Regions from separate parts of the Sus scrofa genome. Here region 2 is linked to region 1. Evidence: chromatin contacts called from public Hi-C data. All regions are on one chromosome and are shown on one strand. The core of a region is the stretch at or near the end of the contact, and the rest is flanking DNA. Distances in the headings are between cores, read along the strand shown. Region 1 overlaps CCDC171 (coiled-coil domain-containing protein 171). Region 2 holds the start of PSIP1 (PC4 and SFRS1 interacting protein 1).

Region 1 (6,403 bases), core at 429-2,928:
TAACTGAAATCAGCTCTAATGCTGATTTGTTTTTTTGAACTCCTTTAGTTTTAGTTTATGATTGTAAATATATCTATTATTCTTTCATATTTTAATAGCTCAGAATGCAGAACTTCAGGGAAAGGCAAATGAGATTGAGAAAGCATTCCAGACTTCCCAGCAGAAATGGAAAGAAGAATGTAGAAGATTTGAACATGATTTGGAGGAAAGAGACAGTATAATTCAAAATTGCAATCAAGAATATGATTTACTTATGAAAGAAAAAAGCAGACTGGAGAAAACCCTACAGGTAAATATTTTGTAAGGAATTTTTTTAAATAATAAATAATGTTTATTGAGATGTGTTATACATTATTTGAAATTATGTTTGGAAAGGAAAATACCAGAAAGCAAGAGAATCTGATTTCTTCCCCACCCCTATAATTTCTTTCCTCTCTCCCTCTCTTTTTTAGGGGCATTTTTGTGGGTCTCTTTTATAATATACTTTAGCAATATATTAATATGTATATACTGTTTCTTTTGTGCGAAACAGTTTGAGGTCTCTGATCAAAAATGTTTAAAAACCCAACTTGCATAGGTATATTGTAAGAAGATAAGAACCCACAATTCCTTTGATCCAGGGACATGAAAATTTGGAATGTTAGAAATGTGGGCCCTAGATTTTGACCTGAATATACAATAAATATAGAAAAATTTTATATATTCGATGTAAACTTCATTATCCATGTAGGGCACATTCTATATAGGCATGATATGTAAAATATTTGATTACCTTTTAGCAAAATTATAGTGAGCTATTTACTCTCCCATTTTTTGTTTTTGAGTCTCTAAAATAAAAGCATGGTTTAAGGTTGAAGTTGCCAGCTACTTAAAGGATAGATTTTGAATTGTTTGTATCTGCCATTTTTTGGAAGTACCAGTTTAAATTAAAAAATACATAATAAAAATGTACCACATTTTCCACTGGTGTAAAAAAAAATTGTTTTCAGAACATTGGAAAAAATCTTTACTAGAAATAGTCTTACAAAAGCATTTGAAAAGTGTAAAAGCTTCAGCACAAGGGTTCCCTGACATTGTTAGCCTATCTCCTTTTGATTTCCTGCATGTCAACAGTTGCAGTTGTCTTTTCTATTTACTGCAGTATTCCTATACCCTGGAACAGTGCCAGGCGTAAACAAGGGCTCCATTAGTATTTGAATGGGGGGAGCTTAGGTGGCAACTGGAACTACTCTATATAACCTTCCCCACGAAAAATGTCTTAGAGGAGTTCTCTGGTGGCTCAGTGGGTTAAGCATCTGGCATTGCCACTGCCAAGGCCTGGGTTGCTGCTGTGACATGGGTTAGATCCCTCGACCTGGAACTTCCAAATGCCGTGAGTGTGACCAAAAAAGAAAATTAGAAGTAAAAAAAACCCAAAAAACAAAAAGCAAAACCTGCAAAGAAACAAACAAAAGTCTTAGCTATAGGAAAAGAAGGGTATAGTTGGCAGCATTCCTTACAGTCAATCAGCCTGCATCTTAAGATCTCTTATGGATCTTGATATTGATGTGATCAGATGATCACCTAGTTGGTAGAACTCTGCTTTGATTTTATGCATTTGGCTTTGAACTAATCTGTGCAGAGACCTTTGGGGTTGAAGAGGAGTCCCTATTTAGCCCTAAGGGGAAAAAGCCCCAAGGCTCTTTGTGTTGGCTTTCCATTAGAGAAAGTTGGAAGGGCAGTCTTTATTATGCAGATCCAGGCTACTGTTTATGAGGGCACAGAAGGCTTTCCTCTCTCTCCTGTAAACCAAAGAATCTTTCTCCTTGTGTTAATGCAGACTTAGTTTTAAAACCAAAAGTTTAGGAAATTGGGCTTCTTGGGAAACCTGCACTGTATTCTTCCAAAATTTTGAGCTAAATTAGATCTTATAAATATAGTACAACTAGGAAAATCCCGAAAGAAAAGCCTCTTGCAAATATTGTTTACTTGTAGAACTAGAAATTCTATAGAACAGTCCGAACCTGAAAAAAATTTTGACTTTTCAAATTTTTAACATTCTAGAGTTTCCTTATACTGATTCGTTGCACACAACTCCTTCCTTCTTCCCTTTTGTAAATACAGTGTTCTTTGTCAGATTTATATTTAAATTTTTAGGGAAGATCCAGGTAGTTTGTTTATAGGTAATTAAAGCTTTCTATATCATCTCCTTTACATACAGATTTTACATATAGATTACATATATGCCAAACAACTGATTTTGTTTTTGTCTCTTTATCATATGGTGCATTTTGTTCAATCCCCTGAAGTTAAATTTTTTGGAAAAAAGGGGTTAAATAGCTCTATCTCTATCTATCTATCTATCTAACACTTATCTATGTATCTATATGAAATGTTGCTTAAATTAAATGAGTAACCATAGCTTCTTATTCAGATGTACATTCTGGTGACCAAGGTATAATAATTCTATTAATTAATGATTTTTAACATAACTTATAATGTGTTTTAACAGTCTGTTGGTAAAGAGAGCCCTTTGTATATTTAAATTGGGATGAAGGAAGAAAGGTAACTTTTATTGATTTAATAGTAAAATAAGTTTTTATTCATATAAAGGAAGCATTGGAAAAACATCAGCAGGAGAATAATGAGATGGAGTCTCATATCAAGGAGACCGCATTGGAGGAGTTTAGATTGCAAGCAGAACAATGGGAAGCAGAAAGAAGAGAGTTACAATTTATAGTACAGGTATTTTTAAAATAATTCAGTTCTTTAAGTATGCCCTTTTTTTTTTTTTTTTTTTTTTTTTGCTTTTTAGGGCTGTGCCCATGGCATATGGGGATTCCCAGGCTAGGGGTTGAATTGGAGCTGTAGCTGCCAGCTTACACTACAGCCACAGCAACGCATGATCTGAGCCATCTGAGCCGAATCTGCGACCTACACCACAGTTCATGGCAAAACCAGATCCTTAACACACTGATCAAGGCCAGGGATTGAACCTCCGTCCTCATGGATGCTAGTCAGATTCGTTAACTGCTGATCCACAATAGGAACTCCTAAATATGTCTTTTTAATGCTTATGATATTAAAAATTACATTAGTGTGATAATTGACTAGCTTACTCAAGGAGAAAATAGTTCCTAGTCTTTGATCTCTGGAAGGCCATGTTTCATTTGTAGTTACATGACAATATGGGCAGCTGTTTCTAAAAATACTGTTAGAATTAGCATTCGGTAACTTCCATTGCATAAATTATGTGATTTTTAAAGGACACATATACATTTGGCATTTAGTTTTCCATTTAAAATATGAAACTGTTAGCACACTTTAATAACATAAAGAAATAGAATAACTAGATTTTGGATATTAAAGGATGCTTATAAATCATATGGTATAGTGCTTTTTGGACTCTTTTTAAGAAGTACAGGTTCTTAATCATGTTCTATTAACCCCTCCCCACCCAAAACACAGTAATCCTTCGAGTAGTTCAATTTGAAAATCACTGATTATATCTAATCCCCATTATAGATAAGCAGATGGCAGTATGTGATTTACTCAGATACAGATGAAGTGATTAGTGTGGGAAAGACTACAAGTCTCTAGATTCTCACTCCTATGTACCTTGCATTTTTTCAGGAGATTACATGTAAATTATTTTGAAGGAGTGGTAGTAGGAATTAAAACTGTTCATTCACTAACCAACTAACTTAAAATTTCAAGTACATTTCCATCATTTCTTCTATTACTTATTTTGTGACAAGACAAACATTTTTTTTCTATACAAAATTGAAATATAGTCTCTATATAGATGTCAAAGATAAGCATTCTTACAGAATAAATCTAAAATAAATTTTGGATTTGCTTTGTGTTAGAAACAATTTCGTAAGATGAAGGCAGAGAATAGGAGAGATCTTATTTCTTTAAGGGCTGGCAGTAAACAGTGGAAATACTGAATTTGTTGTATATGTAAGTGTGCAGAATACCAATACAACCACACTTTTCCCAAACCTTTGGTCCTTGGGCAATGCTTTTTTCCCCCATCACTCCCTCTGTGGAATCTGGAAAGATAATCACTCTTTAGACCTCTTGGTATTTTCAGAGTCTGCTTGAATGTGTGTAGTTAATTTTCCTATTCATTCATTCATGCATTTATTCATTCCCTGCATACTTACTGAGTTCCTGCTATGGGTACTGAGGATATGAAATTGATTAAGGTATGATTTCTGTCCTAGAAGATCTTGCAATATGGAAAGAGATGTAAAAAGAGAAAATCTATATTGTAGTATAAAATTTTGCACAAAATTCCTTGGGAACATAAGAGAGAAATTAATTAAGTACCTGGGAGATTGGGGAAATCACTGCAGAGCAGAGGACATTTGAGCTGTTGTTGGTAATTGTCTTAAAGTTTACCTAGAACAAACAAGCACACATAAGTAAATGAAAATAACCCGTTTGTTTTTAAATACCCAGAAATTTCAAGTGCCACCAGTCAGAAACCTGAACCTTATAAAATATAATTCAGAGACCTATATTTAAATGTGTGGATGATGTGATTTTGATGCAGTTTCCTAGCCAGCGCTATAAATCTCACATGAAATGTATATAGTTATATCAGACTTTATATGACGAAGTATCAGGAGAATTTGAAATTGTTATCCATCTTTAATTATTATGTGTGGGAGGAATAGGGGAATATTCTTAGTTACTAGCACCTTTTGTAAGACAGATTTTATTGTAGTCTGTAACTGAAATATTCAGAGCTCTCTCAGTTTCTTGTCCTTTTTATTTTAACAAAAGAAAACCTCTTTTACTTGTATAAAGCAAGCTTAAAAACAGTATTTTAAAAAACTCTTTTTAAAAATAACTTGAAGGATAGATTGAAATTCTCTCCTCTCTGTATTGGCTGTTGATGGGTTTAGCTTTCCATCCTGTAATTAGGTGTTAGTATCACATAGTGTTCCCTTTGTGTAGCTCTCTCAGGGAATTCAGTTTTTAAAATAAGTTTGAAAAAAACCTAAGTGAAACCCCATCTTTAACAGACAAAGCTGGTGTAATATTTCTCTCATCTGGGCTTTAGAATTCAGACTTACTATAAAAAGAAAATCTTAATTTTATGCCATGTCTCCTTTCTTTCCCAGTAATTGAAGCTCTAAACAAGGCTGTACTTCTTTGGAATATTAATGGGAATTTTTAGTGTAATTACTTCATTTTAAGAAGATGTTTTTCATTTTTTAAAATGCATGACCTCTTTTGATAAACATAAAAATTCCATGTCTTTCTTTAGCATTGTTTGAAATTACAAAACAGCAATGCCATGGTATATTTATGTTGATATTGGAGGGAATATGTATTATTTTATTTTTTTACTATTTATTTAATTTTTAAATTTAAAATGAACTTTTAATTTTATTTATTTCTTGGTTTCTGCAATGGCAATGTGAACTTTGAGGATGCATATTAGCTATGAATATTTTCTATTGTAGGCAGTGTGGGACATGCAATGGCAAAGCTTTGTTTTTAAAAATCACCATGCTCTTTCCTTTGTGATTTTTCTAGTTCATTTTAGTGTATAACTTATTAGTAGGATCAAAAGCATTTAGAAGATGAATGTATGTTTTTAATATTTATTTTGTTTTCAAAGTTCTGGAACTAATCCAGGGAATAAAGTGACATTTTCCTGATTCATTGACTAAATTTGGTTTATATGTCTAGTGATTAAAGTGTAGGAGAGTTTGTGATGGCAAAGAGTGTGGGAAATGCTGATTAAAAGTAATACCACAGACTAAAGAAGGCAGAGGAAGGGTGGGGAGGTAGTGGGGATAAAGAAGCTATCAGACCAGGTATAAGGGTTTTATGCAAAAACAGCAGTCAGTGAATAGGAGGTGGCAGGTCAGAGATTGACCTGGTAAGCACAATTGTGATGTACAGTCAGCTTGGGGTAAGTTACACGAAAAGAAAGTATTTCAGAATTTTGCATTAAGTGATCTAGGGTAGCAAGGAGCATTTCTTTGTAGTTTCCTGGGAAACTGTCCACTCGTGCCCTGTGTAAACAAATGGCATAGAAAGTGAGTCTGGCACTGGTATCGCCTGTTGTTGCCAAACAGGAAGTATCTTAAAAATCAGTTTATAAAATCACTGTGTATTGTTCTTATTGTAAAAATGCTCCTAATTTAGGGAAATTTGAAAGGAGAAAGTAAAGGTCTTTCCCTACCTGCCTCCAATCCTACTCCTCATCTAAGGGCATATAAACATTATATTTACATAAATATGCCTCAGTAATATTTAGTGTCCATCTTTAAATGTTTTAACATTATTCTTGTAGTTTTGTGTGGTTTTTCTGTCATATGGAAGTTCCAAGTATATTTAATAAATCCCTTATTGGTAGACATTTTTTTTTTTTGGCTGTGCCTGTGGGATTCAGAAGTTC
Region 2 (6,319 bases), core at 211-2,710, 71 kb before region 1:
GCTATCTTATCATAAAACTTTCAAGAACATCCAATCCTCTATCATATTAAACAAGTCAATCCAAAAGGCCTGATCTACTATAGAACAGGAAAAAAGTACCTATGAATTCAATTTAATCACATACAACTCTTTGACACCTAAATAGTTTGCATAGATCCCACTGGTATTTTGCATTTTACTCAAAATTAGGAAAAGGTCAATGTTTCATTAATTTTTAAACGTCAAATCTATACTTGATTATTTTCACCTACAGTGGAACATTAATTGCATCACCTTTAAATATCTCTATTAAAGAAACCTGCCAAAGTCTGTCAAAAACAAACCACAGAAAAATACCTAGTTATGTAAAAACATCAGGATTTTTAAATTACATGGGAGATTAGTGGGCCAAAAAAACCCTAAAAAGGTGAGCTTATAAATGAGACTAAAGAACTCGAGGGAGAGAAAAAGAAACGAGAAAAAAAAATTCAGAGAAAAGGATAGGAAGTAGGCCTCTGAAAAAGGTAGCATCGCTAAATGAGAAAGCTAAAAATCACTTACTCGAGCTGGCCAATGAGGATAACCTTTCATCTTGGCGAAGATGAGATCCCCAGGTTTGAAATCACGAGTCATGTTTCGGGGGCGAGGCCGGGGGTCCGAAGCCCAGGGAGGAGGAGCGGTGGTGCGGACGCCGAGGGGATGCGGGAGGGCGGAGGGGAGCCGAGGCTCCCCTGGGCGGCGGGAGGGAGAGGATGCCTCGGGGTGTCCCGACGCTCCTGCGAGGGAGAGCACCGAGGGCGGTTAAAGCTCAGAAACCCGAAGGGAGGGGCTGTACGGGGAGGAACGGGGGAGGGGAGGACCGTGGAGGGGCAGGGGTGGGGGTGGGAGAGTGAGGGGAGAGCCGCCTCCTGCTCCTCCCCCGCGAGTACTCGGCCTCCGCAGCCCGAGAGCTTCCCCTCCAGGCTCCGCCAGGTCCACCGCTCGACGACCGAAAAGACGCCACCACCTGAGGCAGAGATGCTTCTCAGCCCAATTCTTCTCTCTCCAGCCCCATCTTTCCTCTGGCTTTTTTCCCCCAAGCTTAAGCCCCAAGAGGGAGGGGGAGGAGGAGAAAAAGATGGCAAAAGCAAGGCGAACGTTCTCTTCCTATCCACACACGACCTCTCCCCTAGCCTGTTTCCCCGATAGTAGCAGCCCCGGGCCGAACCTCGGCTCACGGGCGGGCCGCGGCCACTTCCCCGCTACAGCCAGGAGTGAGGCCACCGAGGGGGGGCGGGGCGAGTCCCCGCCGCCCGCTCACCTGCCGGGGCCGCGGGCGCTGGGGCTGCGGTGGCGGACCGGCCGCCTCTGCCCGCGTCCACGCAAGCCACCTGCGCCACCAGCTGCCGCAGAGGCGTCTCAACGGCTCCGAATCGCAACCGCCGCCGCCGCTGCCGCCGCCGTCGCTGCGCTGCTCCCGCGCGGCTCCCGCTCGGCGCCCGCTAGCACTGGGGCGGGACCAACTGCTCGCCGACGAGGGGGAGTAACGCAGCACCCGCCAAAGGTCTGTGGCTCCGGAGAGGAACTTCAGGAGGCCATAGATCCCCAAGTTCGCTTTGGCCTAATAGTTGCAGTCAGACAGAGAGAGATACGGGTCCAAAGAAGAAAAGGAGTGGACACTAACAGGTCGGCCCGCTGTGGTTCCCCCCTGCGGTTTGTGGAATGGTCGGGCCCGGCCCGCCCCTGCTGGCTGCTCTGCGTGTGTGTATTTGTATGTGTACTGTATGTAAAAGGCGGGGAGGGAGGAAACGATTGTTGTGGACAGGGTTTGGGGGCGGGTATCTGGGCCTCCAGCCCTTGGCTGTGTGTTAGGGAGAACCTGGCAGCCTAAGCTAACATGTTCTTCCATCGTTTCCCAGGGTGGGGAGGTTTTCATTGCTGCAGTTGCGCGGTTTGCACCATCCAAAAAAGAACTGTACAAAAACCCATAGATGAAATCAGAGCATAAGGCGATTGCACTGTGCAGCTTGTAGGCCTCTTAAGCCTCGCTGAAGGGGGCTTGCAGGCTCCTTTTCTTGAAATTGTAATTTGAGAAAGCCCCATTTCTTTGCTTTTAAATTTAAAGCACCAAGAACTATTAAGAAAAATGCAATCTTAACGAATGCAAACCGTGCAGGATAGAAAACAATGACAGGAAAGCATAAGCCTTTCAGATAGGATGTGGGTTTGGGCCCTGACTTAATTTTAGCGGCATCTAAATTTTATTTCCCTAGTAGAATAGTAGCTGGTAGGTGGTACAGTGTAAAAGTACTACTGAACCTCAGATGTTTTATCTTTTAAAATACTCTTAAAGGATTTTCTAATTTCTTAATCCTTTAGCCAATATAATTTTAGTATGTTTTTTTTAAAGTACCTACTGTGTGTCAAGCATTCTTAAGTGCTGGGGGTACAACCATGAACAACAAGCACAGATAATTCCAATTTAAAACAATGAAAATATGAAAAAAGAATAAGAATATTAAAATATATAAAAAGTACATAGTTCATACTCCTTTAAATGAAGGACTCAACTGGGATGAAATCAAAAAAAGCTTAATATTAAATAAGCAAAAAATTGAGAATTTTTTGAAAGAGATATACATAGGCCTTTAAAAAGAATGAAAGAAGATGTTCCCAATACAAAATGTCTTTCAAGAAGACTAAAGCATACTTTGCAACATGCAGAGGGTTCCAAGTGATGCCAAAACAGAAACTGACTGGCAAGAGAGAGGGGGGCTGGAGAAAAGTGTTGAAGCCTCCCATCCTGAATTTGCGTTTGATATGTATACTAGGGAGCTACTAATTACTGCTGAACAAGAAAGTTAAAGATAATTCTTTAAAAAGTTATTCTTGCTTGCTACAAAATAGATGTCAGTAGAAGGAAGCTGGATGTTAGTACTGTACTCCCTAAGTGACTGGTTTCTGGATAACACTGTTGACTATGAAAAAGGGAAGGAAGGGCACAGCTAAGTTAACACAAAGGAATAATTGTCAGTTAGTCATAAATCGTGCGCAGGAAAAAGCAGAGAAAGACGTATTAAAGAAAATTCAAGACACTGAGTAGATAAGACTAAGGCATCATCATTCAGCAATCATTTTTTGTGCACCTCCTTTGTTTTAAGCCCAGTAAGCCTTTGCGACTCCAAGTGCGGTCCAGGGCCCTGAGGTTGGGCTTCACCTGGGAGCTTATTAGAAGAAACTTAGCCTTTTCCCAGACCAGCTAACTCAGAATCTGCATTTTAACAAGACCCCCAGATGATTCTTACTCATATTCCGGTTTGAGAAACTGCTTCTATGCAGGATACTACAGATCATAGGAACTTAAAATCAAATCGGGAAGACAGATATATATTAATAGATAAATTATAATTATATTAAAAGATAACTTTTTATTAGTGGTAAATGATAGCACCAATAATAGGGAGTGGTTATTGTGAGTGAGGAGGTCCTCAGAAAAGAAATGGAAAACAGAGGGAAAATGGCTTCAGTGTTACTTTTCTTTTTTAAATTAAAAACTTAGCTCTCGCTATTTTTAAGTTTTGGCAATTTCGATTTTTGATAGTCTGTAGACAACAGGCAGTACCCTTTAAACAATAAGTCAGGGCAAAACAGGTGGTAGTTTAAGCCTCTAGAGAACAAAAGCCCAGGATCCCTGGGAGCAGCAATTCCAAAGCAGAGGGGGAGGGGAGGGGAGAAGGAGGTGGGAGTGTTGGGCTCTTCAGAGCCACTTGGAGAGCTTTTCTGAGCTTCTGTGAGCTCGTCCTCTTCTCCAGCCAGGCTCAGTGCACCCCTCCCCCATAGATAGCCTTCTTAGTGGGGAGGCCGGGAAAAGTATAGTAAGACAGATTAAAGGAGCAAATAGAGCGTTTTAAGGAGAAAATACAAAACAGCTGAAGCAAGGGGGTGGCGGGACGATCTAAATGAATTGAGGCAGGAGCTTGACTTACATTCTCTCATTTAATCCAGGTACTGTCCCCATTTTACAGATGAGAAAAGAGGCGCACCGAAGTTCAGCAATTTGCCCAAAAATCACACATCAACTCAAGTGGCCAAGGCAGTGGTCCAGCCAATCTCTTCTCAAGTCCATGCTTTTGTGTGATCCCACACCACCTCTAGGTGGAGCAGGGGCCCAGCAGCACTGCATAATTAGAAAAAGATGCTGAAAGTAAAAGCAGCCCGGGACTCCCTTACCTTATGTCTTTGGACTTGAAAGTACTCCCAGCTTCAAATTTCCCAACCACCACCCCCTACCCCACCCCATTCACAGCTTGTCCCTACCACCAACCCATTCTGTTTAACTCCTTCTAGTCCTAGAGGATTCAACCCCAAAAAAATCTCCTCTCAAAAGACTTCTGACCTCATCTCACTGTGACATAATTTCTTATTTACAATCTTACCAACTAGTATTTAAACTAGTTAGAAGGGGTTTCCGTTGTGGCGCAGCAGAAACAAATCTGACTAGGATCCATGAGGACGTAGGTTCAATCCCTGGCCTCACTCACTGGGTTAAGGATCCAGTGTTGCTGTGGCTGTGGTGTAGGCCAGCAGCTACAGCTCCAATTCGACCCCTAGCCTGGGAACCTCCATAAGCTGCAGATGCCACCCTAATAAAGCAAATAATAATAATAAATTTTAAAAATAAACTACTTAGAAAAAAACACTATCTTAGTGATCAGTGCCTAGACTTCAGCAGGCACGCGATACAATTTTTCTCAATAAATATTTGTTGAATCAGTGAGAGGAAAGGGCAGATAAAAAGCTCTGACAGGATCTTCCTTATTCTTTAGACTGGAAAGCAGATAAGAAGACACTTGAGGGTATCTATATTTGTTTTGACTTTGTGCATTTTTCATGTGCTTAAAGGTTAACCATTTATTTTTTATTTTTATTTCTTTTGGCTGCATTCATGGCATATGGATATTCCCTGGCCAAGAATGGAATGAGAGCTGCAGCTGTAACCTATAATACAGCTATGGCAACACCTTAACCCATTGTGCCACAGCAGGCACTCTAGAAGGTTAACCCTTTAAAAGCAATGACATTTTTCACTGACTACAAATATATTCGTTGTAACCATTTAAATGGATATTATCCTAAGAGTTGATACTTTCCCCCAAAACTTAGCAGTGATAATCCCCTTCACAGCTTTTACCTATAATGTACATAATTTCCCACACTAATACACAGTATTAGTAACACAACTTTAACTTATTGGTATGAACAACAATTACTGGACTGTTTTCTTATGTGTGATATTTTAACCCTCAAAGCCTTGTGATGGGGAAGTTAGCAAGAATATGGGGAAGATAAAGAACATTAATCAAAAGGCTAGTTCAGTTAGAGCTGTCATAAATCTAGTCTAGACCTAGCTTTCTCTGGAAATCAATAAGGATTTGGAACTTTGGCCAATAAGAAGGGAAAAACCAACATGTACTAGTTTGTGAGGAGTGACCAGATTTATCAGTGAGAAGAGTCATTCTCAGATACAAGGGATAAGAGAAGCATTAATGAGTCTGGGTGGTCATTAGACCAGCTGGAAAGGAGCTAAGCCAAGACAGAGATTGACTTGCAGTGTTGTTGGTGTCTTAGTTTCTCTTCTTTTTGTTGTTGTTGTTGTTGTTGTTGTTTTTCTTTGTTTGTTTTTTTAGGGCTGCACTGGAGGCATATGGAAGTTTCCAGGCTAGGGGTCGAATATGAGCTACAGCTGGCGGACTACACCACAGACACAGCAATGCGGTATCCAAGCCATGTCTGTGACTTACACCACAGCTCACACGGCAACACCAGATCCTAAACCCACTGAGCAAGGCCAGGGATTGAACCTGAGTCCTCATGGATATTAGTCAGGTTCACTTCCACTGAGCCACAACGGTAACTCCTGTTGGTGCCTCTTCTGAAGATTTCCTACACTGTATGCCATTCCAGTAGAATTTTTTAAATCACTGAATAACCTCTTCCATAATTACTTCTCATCTCAGACATCTGATTTGCTTTTTACTTACATCTGAACATCCAGTCTCAGTTACAAGCTTCTCTTAACCTACATGTCAGTGAACTACACTCTTTTTTGATTCTTCTGCCTGTTTTCTGTTTGGTGTAGTTTGGTTTGATTTGGATGCACCTGTAGCATATGGAAGTTCCTGGGCCAGGGACTGAACCCATGCCACAGCAATGACAATGCCAAGTTCTTAACTCCTAGGTTATCAGGGAACTCTTCTGCCTAGTTTTTTTGTGACTTTTCTTCTTTTTTCTCCTTCTCCTTCTTCTTTTTGATGTATTTTTCCTCATTTCCTGCATGTTCTCAGTTCCTGATTTGGGTACC

What was found. A called contact is a pair of places that touch in the nucleus more often than the background predicts.
Region 2: a Hi-C map of epiblast stem cells shows a contact between it and region 1, with 2.2 times the contacts expected there. The contact joins the promoter of PSIP1 here to the enhancer-like site in region 1. A contact is called at or near these places in 2 of 5 promoter capture datasets (fetal liver and liver), 12 of 47 Hi-C or Micro-C datasets (alveolar macrophages, brain, embryonic fibroblasts and 7 more) and 1 of 2 datasets of contacts at active chromatin or transcription factors (skeletal muscle).

The regions. Positions count from the first base shown.
Region 1 is chr1:207,098,241-207,104,643 of Sscrofa11.1, reverse strand. CCDC171 (coiled-coil domain-containing protein 171) reads left to right here. Exons shown (of 27, transcript XM_021063474.1): 6 at 99-289; 7 at 2,593-2,724. Among named protein-coding and RNA genes, the nearest start is that of CCDC171, 42 kb to the left of the region's middle. Within about 2 kb of position 1,678, at least 4 of the 83 cell types and tissues checked have an H3K27ac peak or open chromatin away from gene starts, as enhancers often do. A contact at or near this core is called in epiblast stem cells, where this site is marked.
Region 2 is chr1:207,168,655-207,174,973 of Sscrofa11.1, reverse strand. It overlaps PSIP1 (PC4 and SFRS1 interacting protein 1), which reads right to left and starts at 1,460. Exons shown (of 11, transcript NM_001243670.1): 1 at 1,280-1,460; 2 at 541-755. The coding sequence starts at 612.